Linked DNA regions of Sus scrofa: region 2 is linked to region 1. Evidence: chromatin contacts called from public Hi-C data. All regions are on one chromosome and are shown on one strand. Each heading gives the region's core, a stretch centred on a gene start, on an enhancer-like site or on the middle of the called end of the contact. The rest is flanking DNA. Distances are from core to core; before and after follow the strand shown.

Evidence for each region. Hi-C and Micro-C count contacts between places; a contact is called where the count stands out from the background.
Region 2: a Hi-C map of omental adipose tissue shows a contact between it and region 1, with 2.0 times the contacts expected there. The contact joins two enhancer-like sites. A contact is called at or near these places in 1 of 5 promoter capture datasets (fetal skeletal muscle), 8 of 47 Hi-C or Micro-C datasets (embryonic fibroblasts, fetal skeletal muscle, mesenteric adipose tissue and 4 more) and 1 of 2 datasets of contacts at active chromatin or transcription factors (skeletal muscle).

Annotation. Positions count from the first base shown.
Region 1 is chr12:24,628,830-24,632,432 of Sscrofa11.1, reverse strand. All of the region lies in intron 2 of SKAP1 (src kinase-associated phosphoprotein 1), which reads left to right. Among named protein-coding and RNA genes, the nearest start is that of SKAP1, 50 kb to the left of the region's middle. Within about 2 kb of position 1,627, at least 2 of the 83 cell types and tissues checked have an H3K27ac peak or open chromatin away from gene starts, as enhancers often do. A contact at or near this core is called in omental adipose tissue, where this site is marked.
Region 2 is chr12:24,842,749-24,846,175 of Sscrofa11.1, reverse strand. HOXB5 (homeobox protein Hox-B5) reads left to right here. Exons shown (of 2, transcript XM_003131550.5): 2 at 1-952. It overlaps LOC102166259 (a long non-coding RNA gene), which reads right to left. Exons shown (of 4, transcript XR_001299211.2): 1 at 1,634-3,427. Among named protein-coding and RNA genes, the nearest start is that of HOXB5, 5.2 kb to the left of the region's middle. Within about 2 kb of position 2,010, at least 11 of the 83 cell types and tissues checked have an H3K27ac peak or open chromatin away from gene starts, as enhancers often do. A contact at or near this core is called in omental adipose tissue, where this site is marked.

The sequences.
Region 1 (3,603 bases), core at 378-2,877:
ATTCAATGAGGAGGGAGTTTCCTTTTCCCTATTTGTCCCACTGCCTTTGGAAAAGGGCTACATTTCAATCTGAAATTGGTAATAAAAGGTGATCTTTGTGGTGACTCACTGTTATCACTTACATATTATTTCTTAGTCCTCTTTTTAAGCGCATACACACATATCCATACACACGCACCCATGCACGCACACATAGAAGCTGTATTTGTTATGAGATGGAGAGTGTTCCTTATTCTCAAAGAACTTGCTGTGTGGTTTGTGGGATAGACATTCAGGAAATAATCAGCAGGAGTTTTAGGAAACATCTGCATTGTTGATGGGAGCTTTCTGTTCATTGATTTGTTGCAAGAAAGATGACACTTTATTTAGAATTTCATAATTATCAGATCGGGAGGAAATGAGGAGCCAGAAATTAGATACTGTACAAGAAAATGGAAAAATGAGGCTTTCTTTTGGCAATCTGTTTGAAATTGTCTTACATTTACCCATTCAGTCATCACCCTGTTAATGTAACCCTTGTAGTGCTGAATCCTCTTTGCAGCCACATTGCGTCTTTAGTCCCATTTATGGCCCATTGATGTTATGTACTTATACGTATTGATACCACTTGGTTTGAAAACACTGACAGCTTGTCTACTTTTTTGTGTGTGGAAGTTGTATCTCTCACAGAGGCGAGGTATGAAGAGAAATTTGGAGTCATCAAACTTGAGAGTTAAATGTATATGGCAAGTTGCCAAGTAACATCAAAAGAATTATTGAGGAGTTCCCATCGTGGCGCAGAGGAAACAAATCCAACTAGGAACCATGAGGTTGCAGGTTTGATCCCTGGCCTCTCTCAGTGGGTTAAGGATCCGGTGTTGCCTCGAGCTGTGGTGTAGGTCACAGATGCGGCTCGGATCTGATTTGCTGTGGCTGTGGTGTAGGCAGGCAGCTGTAGCTCGGACTGGAACCTCCATATGCCATGGGTGCGCTCCTAAAAAAGAAAAAAAAAAAAAAGAATTATTGAAAGTCACTTTTTTTTTTTTTTTTTTTTTTTTAGGGCCACACTCCCAACATATGGAGGTTCCCAGGCTAGGGGTCCAGTCGGAGCTACAGCTGCCGGCCTACGCCAGAGCCACAGCAACGCCAGATCCGAGCTGCATCTGTGACCTACACCACAGCTCATGGCAATGCCAGGATCCTTAACCCACTGAGTGAGGCCAGAGATCGAACCCAAAACCTCATGGTTCCTAGTCGGATTTGTTTCCCCTGTGCCACGATGGGAACTCTGAGAGTCACTTTAAAGTTTTTTTTTTTATCTTCAGTCATATTAAAGAAATAAAATTTTAGAGGTCTGACAAATTTGTGGGGAAGGATAGGAACTAATCTATTAATTTGGCACGTTAGGGCTTATGTGGAAGGCAGGTAAGAAATCTCTAGCAGGATAATCTAGGAAAGCCACTAGATAAATATAAACACCGTAATTACGTATATTTCCCCCCAAATTTCCCATTCCATCTTTGTTGTATCTTTAGTAAACTCTAGGGGCTTGGCCCTAGTTTTTATGGTGGCTCAGAATTCAGTGCTGTTTGCCATGGCTGTGGACCTGCTGTAAGTTAAAGCATCTGACTCCATTATAGCTGTTATGTGCCATTTGCCACCTTTCTGTTACCTAGAGCGACTGACCCTAGGAAATGATAGTTGTGTCGAGTCAGGGATGTCCTCCAAGTGCTCATCTTTTTTTCAGTACAGGTAGCTTTGCTATTCTCTCTTGTCTCAGACTTAAAATTGTATCTGTATTTCTGTCTTACAGGTTTTTTTTTTTTCTTTTTTGGCTTAAAAGTGTTACCCATGAAAGATAATGTTTTCCATGTTAGATAAAATAAAAAACGGATGGCAATTTCTGTGATTCCAAGGAAATGAAGTCCCGTTGTGGTATTTGATATCCTGAGCTGTGATGTTCATTGCTCTTCGTCGAAGTGCCCTAAAAACTAACAGCTTTCACATTCTGAGTCCAAATTTCCACTGAGCTCTTTAGAGAATGATTAGGATGAAAGCGAGGTAGAGGCTCCTCCTGTTTTATTACAGTGGTCACTGCAGGACCAGTGCCAGATGTGAGACACCTGGAATGAAGCAGACATGATCTACATTCAGACGTCAGATCGTGTTCTTAGGCATTTGCAGAAACAGTTGAGCATTTCTTAAGTTTGATTCAGGGGAGGCCATCAGACAGCAAGAATATGTTGGGTGTGGGGGAGGGGATGAAGAAAATAGAATATTTTTACTACTGAGGTAGGGATAAATTCCCTTTCCATGGCTCATTTTGGAACAGCTAGTCATTTATGCTCACTGTTGGACGTGAAGGCCAGAGCCAATGGAAACAAACTTGGAGTATTGTTTCCTGTTATGAAACTTAAAGGAGTTCCAAAAAGAGACAGGTAGATTAATAGCATATTGAGAAAGAAATAAAGAAATAACTTACTGTAACAGGGTTATGGCACAAACCCTGCAAACCACAGGACATTTAAAGTACAGGCTGAAAGAATGTCTTGAACATGTCTCATTGTAGGTGGTTAGCATATAGCTCTGCATGAAACATGATATGTTAGTATAAATACCATAAAAATAATTCCAGTTCTCTTTGGGAACTTCAGGTTTTCCTTGTCAGCTTAACATGCATTTAGCTTTAAAACAAGATTTAGTCTAAGACTATATTGTTCTTGTGTCTTTGTATTATAGAAAGAAAGACGAGGAGTTAGTCTGATATAACTTATGGGAGCAAGATTTTCAAAGTGGTATAATGTAAATAGCATTCCCATTACCACAGAGAGTTTTACTTTTCCTATGTGCTGATGATTGAGCTTAAAACCCCCAAACAAAACACATTCAAGTGAGTATGCTTATCAAGAGAAGTAATGTGGAATGTGTTGGTACATTTGTGTTACTTACAAGTTTAGATATTTGCTCCTAGCATTCCTTTCTGTTGTTCATTTTGCTATTTACACTGGAGTTTCAGAGCTAATGAAAGAAAAAAAAAAAAAAAAAAAGACTGGTAGGTACTTGTGCAATCCATCTAAGTTTCAAGAGCTCTGAAAAGGCTCAAATGTCATAGCAATAATTTGACCACATCTCAAAGGTTAAAAATTCCTTTCTTCCTTTTTCAGTTCTGTTTCTCTCTACCTGTCATTTTTTTTTTTAATGGCCACACCCACAGCACATGGACATTCCCAGGCCAGGGATTAAATCTGAGCCGCAGTTGCAGCCTATGCAGCAGCTGCCACAATCCTGGATCCTTTGACCCACTGCACTGGGCTGGGGATCAAACCTGCACCTCCTTAGCCACCCGAGCCACTGCAGTCAGATTCTTAACCCACTGGGCCACAATGGGTATTCTTCTCTGCCTCTCTTTTTTTTTTTTTTTTGTCTTTTTGCTATTTCTTTGGGCCGCTCCCACGGCATATGGAGGTTCCCAGGCTAGGGATCAAATCGGAGATGTAGCCATTGGCCTACGCCATAGCCACAACAATGCGGGATCCGAGCTGCATCTGCAACCTACACCACAGCTCACGGCAATGCCGGATTGTTAACCCACTGAGCAAGGGCAGGGACTGAACCCGCAACCTC
Region 2 (3,427 bases), core at 761-3,260, 210 kb before region 1:
TGCCGCCCCCAGCCCTGGCCCCTCCAAGCCTCCCCGCGCTGCCGCCGCCCGCTGGGGACCGGTTCCCATGAGCCTGCCTCGCCCGGGCCTTGTGTTACGATTTTTCGTTTGGTCTTAGGTCTTCCTGTGGCTCCCTCTCTCCAGGACTGGTTTATCTTGTTATTATTGTTAATAATAATGATAATTATTATTTTCCCTCCATGCTCCCCACTCCCCTGTGCTCACCCCAATCCGCCAGTGTTTCTGAATGTTCGTGTCTGTGGTTGCATTCCTTTCCCCGGGGAAAAAAAGAAACTCGCATGTTTAATGTGAACTCTCCCCCTCCCCATCTGTGTTCTTCTAACTTATTTATAAAAAGATGGTCGCTGTATTTTGAGTTTCAGCTTGAAACTTCTCTCAAAGGGGCAGCAGTTGAGGTAGGATAGTGCCGAAGTGCCCCGGGCCCAGCTGAGCTGGCCTCCGGGTTGGAATCGGTGACTGTGTCTCTTTCCACCTTCCTATTCCTCCTCCCTCCTCTCTCCTGGGCCCAAGTCTCCCTTGGCTTGGTCCTGGGGTGGGAGGGGGCCAGGAAGGTCCAAAGGGGTGATATTGAGAAGAGGGAAGGTAAATAGTGAGATTTAAGTTCCTGCCGCCTGGGTAGGCCCCACAAGGCCTGGTCTGGGAGTGTCAGGAAACAAAAATAATCCTCAGTGTAAAATGTCTTGTGTATTTCTCTGTGAATCCAAGGGCCTGGTGTCGAGGGCCCAAAGCTTGCAAATATGGGGAGGGTCTGGGTCAGACCCATCCCCTCCTTTCTCCCCATTTCGCATTTCGCTTCCAAGACCGTTTGTAGTGAGCGAGTGGAAGCTGTGCTACGTGTGAAATCTGTCTTTGCCGGGCCTGTCTCAGTGATTCGCTTTTGGTATTTGTTTGTAGCTTTCCTTGAAGTCAAATAAATGTTTCCCCTACTCCACTGCCCTTCCATTTGTCTTTTCTCCGGGCACCTGCCTCGCCCATCACCAGGCACACCCTAGACCGCCACTCTTGGCAGATCTGGGGTGCAGGGAAGGGAAAGCAGGATGCTCACCAGCAGCCCCTCTCAGCCACCCAAGTCTCTGCTTGGTCAGCGGTGCCTGGGCCAGGGGACAGGCTTTCACGCCTGGGAGACTGAAAAGCCCAGTAGCCCCATGTGAGGCTGGGGACAGGGGAAAGGCTGAGCTGGATTGCACCCTATCCTTCCATCAGCCATCCAGAAAAGTCTCTGGAAACCTCTTTGGGGAATGTAATTTGGGCCTAAGTCCTGAGCAGGAGGCTCCTGGCCTTTTGGGAGTGATCCAGGCCTGACCTGGCCCCCTGCCCCATGGTCCAAATCCCAGTTCAGTTCTGCCACCCACTAAGGCAAAAAAAATAAAAATAAAAAAAATAAATCAGCTCTATTTCAAAGGTTTTCTCTCACCCCCAGTCTTCTCTACCCTTATCAAGGGTTTCCTCTCTCCAGGGGCCCAATTGACCTGTCCTCTTGCTTAGGAGCTGGGGTCCCTCCTAGAAGACCCCTGGTTCCCCCGTCAGCCAGCCTGGTCCAGGGCCAGGGCCAGTCCTTCTCCATCCAAGTCAGCCTCCACCCTGAGCATAAGAGTCAAGTCTGGACACTTACCCGGTCAATCCCTTCCAGCTTGGCCCAACTTCTTACAGGACTGGGGGGGGAGGGGGAGCTGGTGAGGAGGCTGCCGAGGGTCCTGGAGGCTCTCCTGGGCCCTCCTTCCCCCTCACCCCTTGACTTTGTCCCCCTTTGTCCATAGCAAACTATCCCAAAAGTCGCTATGACATTTAGATGTCAAATGGATAGGGGTTTTATCTTGAAGTTAGATCGTAAAAATCGCCGAGAAGTCAGACAGATACCCCTCACTGGCTCGAGAAAGTCACGTGAGGTCCATAAAGTTAGTTTTATGGTTTTGGGGAGTTGACACCGCGCGGTATATTTCACATTCTCCAGAATGTTAAGTGACACTTTAACTGCTCGCCGTGGTGGGGAAGGGGGCAGAGGTAGGTGAGCGCTCTTCCCAGCCCAGAAGGCGGTGGCGGTGGCGTGGCGGCAGCCCAGGCCCAGCTCTCCTCGGCAGTAAGTCGCTTCCAGCTTTCGCTTTTCCCCTCGCAACTGTAGGGCTTGGAACTGGGGGAAGGAAATCTTGCCTTGGGCAGGGGTGTAGGATGGTAAGGCGGGGGGGGGATGGAGTCTGCTTTTTGCACCGCGTTCAGACAAGCTGGGTGTCTGATGTGGGGGCACTCGGTTCAGGTTGATAAGGCCTCCACGGTCCGGGGCGCCTGGTTTTCTTTGCAGGAGTGTGTGACTCTGTGGCGAAGAGGCTTGCGTGGGTTCCGTCAGTGCCCTTGGAAATTTAGGGGGCAAGAAGGAGGGGTGTGTACCGCTGAATGGAGGGCCCTGTGTGTGTGGGGGGGGACCACGTCGCTCCTGATGTCTTCAGACAGACCTCTCCCCACTTTATGACATTCATTGGTCAGGGGTGTGTGTGGGTGCGCCGCCGGGCACTTTTATCTGGATCCATCTGAGCTGAGAAAAAGCACGGGGAAGGTTAACCCAGCTGTGGTGGGCTGCCTTGCATCAGGGCATCTCTGGCTTTTAGATCTTTGAGCCCCATGAAAGGGGGGTAGTCTGGTTCTCCATGGCCTGATCAGGGCTCTCCCAGGGTAGGGAGCGTGCTGCCTTTGCACCCAACTTGTCCCAGAGGCCGAGGCCTTTTGGTCCCAAGCCCACCTTCTGGCTTGGCTCTAGGGAGGGTCCTGAGGTCCAAGTGCAGAGCGGACAGAGGGAGGGCATTTCCCTCAAATCCAAAGCCTAATTCCTGGCCAGGAGTGAGGGGAATGGGAGAGTTCCTCTTTTTGTCTAGGGGAGCTAGGTGTTTAAGTAGAATCCTGGCAATCCCCCCCCCAATAAAACCTGTTGGAGAACACAGACCCCAACAGTGGGCAGATTCAGAAAAGGGACTCAGGAGTGGGGAGAGAAAACTGGAAAGGTGCTGTCTTGCCTCTTCTTCCTTATCTTCTTCTCTCCCCACTGGAGTCTAGAGGCCCCTTTGTTTTGTGGCACCACAAACCAGAGGCATTTCATTATTTTCTAAGCCTAGGTCATCCTCCTTCTAAAAGCCAGAGGCCTCTTATTCACCGGAGTGACCTCCCAATTTTAAGATCTTTGGGGGTCAACCACTCTTGTCAGTCCTGTTTTTGCCAGCCCACCATCTCTAGATTCAGCTCCCCAGCTCTCTTTGCCCCTGGAATTGGACACATGGCACCTTAAGGGGCTTCTGAGCTCTGGGACAAGGAGCGGGTCATAAGATTCCCCCACTGCATGTTAAAGAACATGTGAACTCTCTCCCCCTCACCTCTGTCTCCTGCAGCCACCTGTCCCTGCCCAGGTCTGATTTACAGGAGA